2 separate regions of the Ovis aries genome follow, and region 2 is linked to region 1. A link is a contact called in public Hi-C data. All regions are on one chromosome and are shown on one strand. The core of a region is the stretch at or near the end of the contact, and the rest is flanking DNA. Distances in the headings are between cores, read along the strand shown. Region 1 overlaps TMEM44 (transmembrane protein 44). Region 2 overlaps CPN2 (carboxypeptidase N subunit 2).

The links. Hi-C and Micro-C count contacts between places; a contact is called where the count stands out from the background.
Region 2: a Hi-C map of skin fibroblasts shows a contact between it and region 1, with 3 times the contacts expected there. The contact joins two enhancer-like sites. A contact is called at or near these places in 3 of 16 Hi-C or Micro-C datasets (mixed tissues, skin fibroblasts and tail adipose tissue).

What each region holds. Positions count from the first base shown.
Region 1 is chr1:193,771,943-193,778,101 of ARS-UI_Ramb_v3.0, forward strand. All of the region lies in intron 9 of TMEM44 (transmembrane protein 44), which reads left to right. Among named protein-coding and RNA genes, the nearest start is that of TMEM44, 37 kb to the left of the region's middle. Within about 2 kb of position 4,734, at least 12 of the 54 cell types and tissues checked have an H3K27ac peak or open chromatin away from gene starts, as enhancers often do.
Region 2 is chr1:194,009,863-194,015,751 of ARS-UI_Ramb_v3.0, forward strand. CPN2 (carboxypeptidase N subunit 2) reads left to right here. Exons shown (of 2, transcript XM_004023405.6): 2 at 1-912. The coding sequence ends at 634. Among named protein-coding and RNA genes, the nearest start is that of CPN2, 11 kb to the left of the region's middle. Within about 2 kb of position 2,464, at least 22 of the 54 cell types and tissues checked have an H3K27ac peak or open chromatin away from gene starts, as enhancers often do.

The DNA of each region.
Region 1 (6,159 bases), core at 3,484-5,983:
GGCTGGACACCCACGCTGGCCCTGGGTCCCTGCGCCAGGCAGTGCTGTTCATTTTTCTGAACTTGCTCTGTAAGTGAAGATAATGAGTTCAGGGAGCTGGTGAGGCTGACAAAGCACCGTTCCCACAGATACTCAGCTGTGGACCAGGTTATCTTTCAGGCCCCATTTAGCAAGTGACTCTAGGTGTGAAGGTGTATGGCTGGGGGAGGCAGGCGGAGGCTAGTCACACTGAGTCAGTCCTTTGGTTCTGAGCAGCACATGAATAGCAAAATTTCTTCCAAAACCCCCACAAATATACAATGTTATATGTCAGCTATTTCTCATATTTTAAAGGGTAAAAAAAATATTTTAAAGAATCAGGAATAGGAACCAAGGTTGCCAGGGCCAAGGTTGCCTGGTGGTCCTAGAGTTTGGCTTAAATACAGTATTTGTAAATCCCTGTGACTGGAGTAGAAAGGGCCCTTTTCCCAACCCCTGCTGCCCACCGTTGTGATACATATGGCTTCTCCATCTCGACCCTTTATGCCAACCTTGGCATGTCCCTGCATTGAAACTGTCATCTTTATTAAGGAAACCAGCCCTCCGTGGGTCAGAACTCCTCCTTCACTGGTCCAGGTCACCAGGGGCCTTGCACATAGCACTCCATGGCTTGTGACCCATTTTGCTATCTCACATCCCATTTTACTCACTACAGACCATGAAGGAAGAGCCGAGTAAAAAGTTTGAGCTGGTCAGTTCAGTCGCTCAGTCATGTCTGACTCTTTGCAACGCCAGGCTTCCCTGTCCATCACCAACCCCCAGAGCTTGCTCAAACTCCTGTCCATTGAGTCGGTGATGCCATCCAACCATCTCATCCTCTGTTGTCCCCTTCTCCTCCTGCCTTCAATCTTTCCCAGTATCAGAGTCTTTTCCAGTGAGTCAGTTCTTCTCATGAGGTGGCCAAAATATTAGAGTTTCAGCTTCAATATCAGTCCTTCCAATGAATATTCAGGACTGATTTCCTTTAGGATGGATGGACTGGTTGGATCTTCTTGCAGTCCAAGGGACTCTCAAGAGTCTTCTCCAACACCACAGTTTAAAAGCATCAATTCTTCTGCGCTCAGCTTTCTTTATAGTCCAACTCTCACATCCATGCATGACCACTGGAAAAACCATAGCTTTGACTAGACGGATCTTTGTTGACAAAGTAATGTGTCTGCTTTTTAATATGCTGTCTAGGTTGGTCATAGCTTTTCTTCCAAGGAGCAAGTGTCTTAATTTCATGGCTGAAGTCACCACCTGCAGTGATTTTGGAACCCCCCAGAATAAAGTCTGTCACTGTTTCCACTGTTTCCCCATCTATTTTCCATGAAGTGATGGGACCAGATGCCATGATCTTAGTTTTCTGAATGTTGAGTTTTAAGCCAACTTTTTCACTCTCCTTCATCAAGAGGCTCTTTTGTTCTTCTTTGCTTTCTGCCATAAGGGTGGTGTCATCTGTATATCTGAGGTTATTGATATTTCTCCCGGCAATCTTGATTCCAGCTTGACCTTCATCCAGCCCAGCGTTTCTCATTATGTACTCTGCATATAAGTTACATAAGCAGGGTGACAATACACAGCCTTGACATACTCCTTCCCTAATTTGGAACCCATTTGTTGTTCCATGTCCAGTTCTAAATGTTGCTTCCTGATCTGCATACAGATTTCTCAGGAGGCAGGTCAGGTGGTCTGGTCTTCCCATCTCTTGAAGAATTTTCTACAGTTTGTTGTGATCCACGCAGTCAAAGGCTTTGACATAGTCAGTAAAACAGAAGTAGATGTTTTTCTGGAACTCTGTTGCTTTTTTGATGATCTAACAGATGTTGTCAATTTGATCTCTGGTTTCTCTGCCTTTTCTAAATCCAGCTTGAACATGTGGAAGTTCATGGTTCATGTACTGTTGAAGCCTGACCTGGAGAAATTTGAGCATTACTTTGCTAGTGCGTGAGATGAGTGCAATTGGGCAGTAGTTTGAGCATTCTTTGACACTGCCTTTCTTTGGGATTGAAATGAAAATTGACCTTTTTCAGTCCTGTGGCCACTGCTGAGTTTTCCCAATTTGCTGGCATATTAAGTGCAGCACTTTCACAGCATCATCTTTTAGGATTTGAAATAGCTCAACTGGAATTCCATCACCTCACCAGCTTTGTTCGTAGTGATGCTTCCTAAGACCCACTTGACATTGCATTCCAGGATGTCTGACTCTAGGTGAGTGATCACACCATCGTGATTATCTGGGTCATGAAGATCTTTTTTATACAGTTCTTCTGTGTATTCTTGCCACCTCTTCTTAATATCTTCTGCTTCTGTTAGGTCCATACCATATCTGTCCTTTATTGTGCCCATCTTTGCATGAAATGTTCCCTTGGTGTCTCTAGTTTTCTTGAAGAGATCTCTAATTTTTCCCATTCTATTGTTTTCCTCTATTTCTTTGCATTGATCACCAAGGAAGGCTTTCTTATCTCTCCTTGCTATTCGTTGGAACTCTGCATTCAAATGGGTATAATTTTCCTTTTCTCCTTTACCTTTCGTTTCTCTTCTTTTCTCAGGTGTTTGTAAGGCCTCCTCAGGCAGCCATTTTTGCCTTTTTGCATTTCTTTTTCTTGGAGGTGGTCTTGATCACTCCACAGTGTCACGAACCTCCATCCATAGTTCTTCAGACACTCTATCTACCAGAGCTAATCCCTTGAGTCTGTTTGTCACTCCGCTGTATAACCATAAGGCAGAGAGGTAGAGAGCTGGTAGAGATAGGGAAAGAATGTATGAGAGCGGAAACCATGTTTGATCCCAAGTTAAGTGCTACAGAACTGCTTAATTAACTAAAAAAAATAGGAAGGATGAGATACTGAAGTGCACGGTGGAAGGTTTAAATGCCTCAGAGGTGCAAGGAAAATAAAAAAGGAAATCTACTTAATGAAATCTAAGACTGAACTGTAGCTGGTGTGTATCTGGCCAGTCTCAAAACTTTATGTTCAGAAAAACAAAAAAAGCCTTTATAACGGGTCCTGAGCCCAGCAGCATCTCACCACCCGAGTCCTGGGGAGGTCTCTTCTCCCTAAATATAAGGAGGGTGTTGTACAGATGGCCTCTGGGGGCCCATTCAGCTGCCAGTCTGGAAAGTGACTCTCCTCAGTGGCAGAGATACGCCTCAGAGTCTTCAGGAACAAAGAAGTTAGCGCATGACTTGGGGGCAGGTTTCAGAACACCAAAAGTGTACTTTTAGCAATGAGGTGAATTGAAATACTGTGTGCTGTGGTTCACGAAAGTGATGGAATTGTGGTCCTAAAGACAATTTAAGGGTGTATAGAAATGCTTATTCTGTGTTAAGAGAGAAAAGCAATTTGCATAATTTGATTTTTGCGTGTGTGTTTCAGAGGGCTGTTCCTTCATTAAATCATAAAGGCTCTCTTTCAGGGATAGAATTACATGCAGTCTTCAGTTTGGTTGTTTAAAAAGTTTCTATACAAAAATGAACAAATGTTGCTCCTGAAACAGGGAAAAGACTACAAAAATGTTAGTTATTTTCGCTTTTTTTCCTAAGGGGTGGAGAGAGACCTCAGTTACAAAGATTTGGATTAATCATATTTCTTAGGGACAGTCTCATCTACTACTTCCACTAGAGGGCACTCTTCTGAAATTTTAGGTTGCTGAAGATTTTGGAAAGGCGGTTTCAGGGTTTCATTTCAAACCTGGTTAGGACTCCAGCTTCTTTATTTGTTTGCTTACTTGTTTGCTTGTCTTTAAATACACTTTTTCTTTGGGAATAATTTTAGATTTACAGAAAAGTTACAAAGGTAGTGCAGAGCGTTCTTATTTACCTTCACTCAATTCCTCCTAAGATTAACACATTGCAGCACCATGCTGCATGTGTCAGAACTGAGAAATTAACATTATTCCGGTAGTACATTACTGTTACCTAAAGTACAGACTTTATTTGAATTACACCAGTTTTTCCATTAAAATGCTTATTCTGTTCCAGAATATAATCCAGTATATCACACTGAATTTAGTAATTTTTTTAAAACAAACTACAAAACTCACTGTGGCAATCACACATCACCAATTATACTTTACATGAACATGTGTATTTTCTAAAGAAAGATGAAGGTTACCATTCTTTCTTTCACCTCTCGTTTTATTTCCATTACGTTTGCAGAAGTTATGTAACTTTTTCAATCCCTATGTTGTCATCAACATTTCCGTCCTTTGCACTGTATGAGGAACCATCATTTTTAGTAATTTCGTATCTTCTCCAATTAATCTTTTTTTTTTTTCAGTTTATGTTCCCTCCAGTAGGATGTCATTAAAAAATCAATGCTGTGGAATTATAACAACTTTGTTAGGTGTAATAATGGCATTGTGCTTAGGATTTTTTTAAAGTCCTTATCTATAAGATAATACTGAAGTATTTACAGATGACATTATTTACTTTAAAATACTTAAGCCAATGAAAGCTTGGGGGAGCTAGAACAAATGAAGGAGGGTGTGTCCATGGGTGTTATTGTTTTACTTTTGTGTATGATTGAAAATCTTATAATTAAAGAGTTGTTCAAAAGAAAAAGGCGTGGCACAGCTGAAGTCAGCGGTGACTCAAGTTTTTGAAGTACATTCTGTCCTCCTGCAAAAAACGGGAAGGGCTTCATGGGGGAGGATGGGAAGGCGGGAGAAGAGGGAGGAACTGGGGAGAAGACTGTCAGGCTTCCTTTTGCCTCACCCACCCCATATTCTGCCCTCTCTCCTGCTGGGGCCACCACATCCTGCCCAGGGAGGGACAGGGAGCTTGTGTGGGGGCACAGACCAAGAACCCAGCTTTGGTGCCCCTTCTCTGCCCTCCTCAGAGTCAAGATGGGGTCTCTGCCCTTTGCCCCGGGCCTACCAGGTGCCCTGGGTGTGAGCTTGAGGCAGAGCTCTGCCAGCACAGCCTGGGCCACCTCTCTGCCTGCTCCGCCCCTTCCTCCACCTCTGGCCCAGAGTGGAACTCCACCCGCAACCCCCCACCCCCCCACACACATAGCTGAGCCCCATCTCTGGGCTAGCAGTTATCAGCAGACAAATAGAGGGGTTCAATAAAGTTTTTATAATCTTAATTCAGATAACACAGCTACACACACACACACACACACACACACACACACACAAACACACATGTCCCGGGCACTGCAGGAGGTGCCAGAGGAATGAGAGCAGATGGCAAAGTTACCCTTTAAGAACCTGAATCAGATATATTTGAGGTTTGGGGTGGAACCAACTGTACAGTAAAGGCTGATTAAAAATGAATCTTGGGTGGTAGCAAATACCCTGGAGTTTCAAAGTGAAGATTTTATTTGCATCTCTTTTTCTTAGTTTTATGGTTTCGAGTTGACTCATCTCAGCCATGTGGTTAATAAATGGAATCTTCATTGTTATGTCTAATAATAATAAATCCTAATAATAGTAATTTAAAATCTGTATAGATGATAATCTTTTTCAAGCCCTTCATAATTATCACAATTATCCTGGTGACCATTTAACTAAATTGGAGCCGCTAGTAGCTGCTGCCTTCTTGCTTGCTGAAGTCAGCTGTTCCTTTGCCTCCAGCCCAATGCAGGGCCAGGCTTCTGGCTCAAGGAGCTGATGGGCTGGCGCTGATCTCTGCTCTGCTCCGTGATGGTGGCAAACTCTATTCAACACTTTTTTTCTTTATCTCTTTTTATTCTGCAGCAGAAGTATTGGGAAGCCCTAATCTTGGAGCAGGTATGGACAATTGTGCTCTCTCTTTACTCCAGAAGGGACTTCCTGTGGCTTGATTTCAGTTCCTGTTTTTGTGAGCCCCTCTTAGATGGCTGGGCCCCTGCCAAATTCCTCTAGGGGAAAAAAATCTGAAAATAAGAGGAGAGTCTGAAAGTTGAGGTTCTTTCCAGGCTCTTTCAGTTCAGAGTTCTTTCTGCTTTGTCCAAACCATCTAGTGGGGATTCAGAGAAGATGCATGACCCAAGGAAGAAATGTGCTTGGAACAAAAGTCTCTGAACAGGAGGAAGCCCAGCAGCTCCCTAGTGGCAATGGTGCTGGGAGTGACTGAGAGAGCATAGATCAACATTCCCCCATGTTGTCACTTGGAGACCTTGGCCAGCTGGCTCCTGTCTCCCTGCCATCCTCAAC
Region 2 (5,889 bases), core at 1,214-3,713, 240 kb after region 1:
GGGGTTGGTCAAGCTCTACCTGAGCAGCAATAACCTGACGGTCCTGCACCCCACCCTCTTCCAGAACCTGTCCAAGCTCGAGCTGCTCAGCCTCTCCAGGAATCTCCTGACCACGCTCCCCGAGGGCATCTTCGACACCAACGACAACCTGTTCAACCTGGCCCTGTATGGGAACCCCTGGCAGTGTGACTGCAACCTGGCCTATCTCTTTAGCTGGCTGCATCAGTATAGCGACCGGCTCTTCAACATCCAGACCTACTGTGCCGGCCCTGCCTACCTCAAGGGCCAGGTGGTGCCTGCACTGAAGGAAGAACAGCTGGTGTGCCCCATCACCCGGGACCACCTGGGCTTCCAGGCTCCGGGCCCGGAGGACAGGGAGCCGGGGGGCGCCTGGGATCTGGTTGCGGAGGAAAGGGCAGCCAGGAGCCGATGCACCTACAGCAATCCCGAGGGAACCGTGGTGCTGGCTTGCGATGAGGCCCGGTGTCGCTGGCTGAGTGTCCAGCTGTCCCCCAGGCAGGGCTCGGGCTCCCCAGGACTACCCATCAATGCCAGTCAGGAGTGGGACTTGAAGTCCAGCTGTGGCTCTGTGAGGGTCACTGTGTCCATTGAGGCTCTGGCAGGGGAGCCATAGGTGCAGGGCAGATGGGCCAGGACCCTAGGCAGATGGCCTCTGGGCCCAGCTGGGCAAGAGATGGTGAGAGGAGCTGAGGCTTGGGTTCTTCAAATGCGAGGGCTGGAGTTGCATCTCCAAGGTGGATAAGGGGGCATGGCTGGCTCCACCACCCAGGGGCTCTTTCATTACCCTGGTCTCTGAGAATGATACCTAATAGGACCTTCTGCAAGCTTTGCAAAGCACCCATCAAAGCTGCGTTGTGGTCTGGAGAATAAAGCAATGTGGCTCCCCTGGTGTTTTTCTGTTATTTAATACTTACCCCTGTCTCATCTCCACCCTGAGATACCAGGGCTCCGTTTCCACAAAATAGAGGCCAACCTCTCTTGACATCCAGTTCAAGAGCCAATGTCTGTTTCTATTCCTCTGCCTCAAAACGTGGTGTTTTTTTTTTTTTAATTGAAGGACAACTGCTTTACAATATAATATCGTAGATTGACGCATATACATGGAACCTAGAAAGATGGTACTGATGAATCTATTTGCAAGGCAGCAGTGGAGATGCAGAGATAGAGAACAGACTGATGGACAAGGTCATGGAGGGTGGGTAAGGAGAGGGTGAGACAAACAGAGAGAGAGGCATGGAAACATATACACTACCATATGGAAATGTGGTTTTAATTGATCAAAAGAGAAAGGGAGAGGATAAAAGCAGGGCTGATGAAAAAGATGAGGGGTGGGGTAGAGCTCTGACTTGGTGTTGAGGACTCAAGCTGCGCGTACCCACCTCCAGGGGGTCCAGGAGAAATCAGGTGACGGGGCCCCTGGGGAGGGCGAACACCGTGGCTTTGCCTGCTCAGCTGATAGGATGGCTCCTCCCTGAGGAGCGAGCCGGGAGGACAAGGAGCTGGGTGGGCGGGGACGGATGTCCTTCAGTTCTGAGCGTCTGCGCCTGTGGGCTGCTCACTCACAGCAATGGTCCTCTCTCAGCTCTCAGGACACCATCCTCTCACCCAAGTCTGGCTGCACCCCCGCAACCAGTTTTCCCCTCACCTCTTGCATGCTGGTCGCCTTCGGGTTGGCTGTCAGTCGGGTTCCCTGGGTAATTCCCATGCAGACCCTTGCAGTCAGATCCCACCTCTACGCTGATGACCTCAAATCTCCATCTTAAAAAAAATAATTTAATTAACTTATTTGTTTGTTTAGTTTTGGCAGCACTGGGTCTTTGTTGCTGCAGGGGCTTTGCCCTAGTTGCGGTGATTAGGGGCTCCTCTCTGGTTGTCTCAAATCTCCGCCTTAGGCCTGGTGTCTGGCTCCACGGTGACACCTCTCTCTGCTCAGCAACTGGTGTTCCAGCAGGACAGCCACACACATGTGTAAGCCAGACTCTGTCCCCAGCTCCTCCAGGACCCCTGCCCTGCAAGTCACCAAGCCCAGGAGCTGGGAGTGGTCTCCAGACTCTCCTCCCCTTAGTCCTCATGGCCAGCCTGTCACTGACTGCCTCTGAGTGTCCTCTGTCCGTATCTCCTTTCCCGTTCCCAGCCCGGAGAAGCTCTTGGTCTCCCTGTACTGAACCACGGCCCAGCCGCCTGCCCGGTTTCCCTGCCCACGCCTACAGTGTGGACTGGCTTGGCTGAAGTCCAGGGGTTGGGAGAAGAGAATCAGATGTAAGCAGGCTCTCCAGGAGCTCACGGTCTGATGGGAAAGAGCAGATAGGGGGTGTCTGGGATGGAAACACAAGCTTGATGGGGTGGGCGCCGAGCAGGTGCTGGCGAGTTCAGGGGAGGCAGAGGTCAGACGAGCACAGACCTCCGGAAGCTGTGTTGGATCCCTGAGCCTTGAGATTGTGCAAGCAGAGCATGAGCCAAGGGGTGGAGACAGGCAAGCGGTGAGGTCAGGGCTGAGGCCTCTGGAACAGGCTGGTTGGAAAGCAGATGGAAAGACAAGCAAGGCTGGAAAGCTAGCTGGAGTTTCGAGGGCCACGGTGAGCAGGCTGCATATTCATTATGGATGCCCAGCTGTTCCTGAAGGGCTTTATGGAGAGGAAGGTGCCGGGGTCCAGCCCCAGTGGATCCAGGGTAATTCGAAGGGGAGACGGAATAGGCGTCCTAGGAAAAAACTTATTTAATTACAGATATATAGAGAGATTAGAAACGGATAGTGTAGTAGGAAAATTAGTGGAGAAAAGGAGGCTGAAAAACTTGGTTTACGTGGAATACCAATCACCACCTACGTAGGCCACAGGCGTCTTTCCGTTCTCCCGAAGGAGAGGAGGCACTGAAGCCTCCCTGGTCCGATCTCAGAAGCCCAGGCAAAGTTAGTAGCTTTGGTGAGTACCCACGTACCAGATGGGAATTCAGCCAGAAGGGAAGAAAACGACACGGGGGAATCAGAATTTCCAGAAACTGATCCGATTTCTTTATTTTTGGGTTTGCTTATACGCCTTTTGTTACACATAAGGATGAATACAGAGTCACACGGGGGTCAGCAGTCCTGACCTTTATCAAAATCAGGTGCTTTACATAAAAAAAGATCTTAGGGGTTTTACATCATCTTCTGGCCATGAGGCCTGCTGACATTTTACAACCCTTTCTTTCTGATAACCAAAAACTTATTTTTTCCAAGGGTGTTTTTTCTTAAACCAGGCACCACCCTCCAAATAAAGTTGCATTCCTATAGGGTGAGGGTGTAGTGAGTTACAATCAAGAAAGGAATTTATTTAACCCAAGGTTAACATGATTAATCTTAAAGGTTAATACTTATTTCTCCTATATGCTTAAAGGTTAATACTTATTTCTCCTATATGTTAGTTATATTCATTATAAGGGCAGGGAATATGGAGATTTAGCAGCAAACATCAGCCCAACAAATGAAAATCCTTTCACCAATGCTTCCCTTAAGATCTATTTAGTCTTAAGTTAGTGATAAAGTTACATTTTTACATAGCAAGGACACAGTGATTTATAACAAAGTACAGTGATCTATTACAAAAGAGAAGATTCATTAACTCAAAAAGTCTAGTATTGCTAACCTTAAAAACTACTATATTTCCTTTTCTATATTCCAAATACATTGATTAATATATTCCCAGGTGCCTAAGGATATGGAGGCCCAGCGGCAATCATTGACTCAACAATGAGAAAAGCCCTATGCTAATTAAGACTCTCAAAATACTCCAAAACTCTCTGTGCTGTTTATGGTTGAGAGGTAGTAAACAGTCATGTGGCAGAAGTATGGATAATCCTGTCACACAAGCTAGTTTGCCAGCAGAGAGGTTTGACCTGAGACATCCTTGTTCTACCCAGAGCAGGGAATTAGCAGCAATTATTGGCACAACAAATGAAAAACCCTTCACCAATATAATTCCTAACCAATCCACTATACTGACAATTTCCCAAAAGAATTTGCCTTTAGTAAGTCTAAAACATCTCAGGTTGGGAGGCTGTAAACAATCACATGTGGCTGGACAAACCTATACAGGCGGGCTAGATAACCTTCAGAGGAATCTGTAAGCTGAAACACTCTTGTCACGCCCAGGAATTTTTATTGCCTTGGAGCTGCACGTTGACTCCTTCTCCGAGAGAACCGGTGGGGAACAGCCCCCCATAAAGTCAGAGGTGTAGGTGAGAGCATGAAACAGTAAAGTAGATAGACTCTGGTTTTGGGGGTAGATGCTCTGGAACAGGGGGTTTCCTGAGGCTTGATCACACCTTTGCGTATGCCAAGCCTCCTTCCTCATGACCTTTGCAATGGGTGGAGTTCCTCACCCTGGCCCCCAGCAGGAAGGCTTATGCCTGTGAAGTCTGACAGCAAGAGGCAGGGAAAACAGTGAGGACTCCTGCCTGGCTTGGGCTCAGAGCCCCAAGGGCCAGGGGCGCCAAGGAGATAGGATGAAAAGTTGTCAGGACCTGAACAGTACCTATACAAATGGATTAAAAGACTGAAATGTGAATTACAGAGATGCAGATTCAAACAATACAGGCATTGCCTTGTACCCATTAGTTGAGAATTAATATTAATAATATGGAAATGAGAAATCAGGATCATGCTCAGTGCGGACATAGCGGAGCCTCAGGGTGCCCCTGGCAGCCACTCCTCCCAGCACAGGAGACAGCCTGAGGCAAAGAAAGATTTTGGTGAGGGGGACAGGGATGGGGTGGCTACTGGAAGATGGGGGCGGGGAGGGAGATACCTGGGGTGACTCTCAGTTTTCTCTCCTGGGAGATGGGGAGGACAGTGAAGCCACTGACCATGGGCAGGTGGAGTTTAAGGGGAAAGGAGGAGAAAGATGCCAGCTTTAGGCAAAAAAGTACAACTTTGCCATCCTGTCCTGTCCAGTGATGTCCCTTTAAAAAGACGTGCTGCCTGAGAGTCAAGCCAATTAGAGTCTAAGGTGATGGAAGGTAGCCTGGCAGATTTGCCAAAGGAACAGACTTTCCCAGATTCATCTGGTCCAGTTCTCCAAAGCATCTGATTTAATAATGATTCTGACCAGCTCCTCCAGGTTGGGGAACATGGCTTCCTCAGACAGGAGGAGATCCTGAGTGACTGAGGGTCCTGTGGTGCTGGCCCCCATGCTTTTATTTTCACTGGTCCAAGTCCAGGCTGCGCTGACCGCTGGCTTCCAGCTGGTCGTGAGGGCCACTGTCTGGGGAAAGGATGGCCATACCCAGCACACAGGAGTCACATCACAAATCTCCACCAGAAGGATGCCCGCTGAGCTACAGCTCCTGGTCCAAGCGGTCTTTATGTCTACTGCCAGGAATAAAGGAGCAAGATAATCAAGCAGACATTTCTCTTAATTATATCTCCCCCCCCAAATATAACACTTTGTTAAGTTAAAATATAATAATCTTTCTCTGTGTTGAACGGTGCTGGGGAAATGGGGGAAAAGCACTGGCCAGCAGTCAGGGCAAGCTGTTTGCAGGCCTTTTAAGTTGGCTGAGCGAGACCAGAGTCACTGTGCTCTTTGAGCAGGGTTGCCAGGGTTACAAATAAGCACACACATGCTGCGTGGGACACACTTATACTAAAAAAAGGATTCTTAGTTTATCTGAAATCCAAATTTAACTGGATATTTTATGTGGTGAGCCAACCACCTGATGAAGGTAAAGTAACAAAGGGGATGTAGGTGGGGGGTTGGGGATTCACTTCCGGGTTGGGGAGGTCAGGCCTGAGCCTGCAGTGGTGCAAGTCCTGACCACTGAAGGCCACTAGGATCCTGAGGCTGGAGTTGACAGGAAGCAGGAGGTGCTGAGCATCCCCCAGACAGAGGT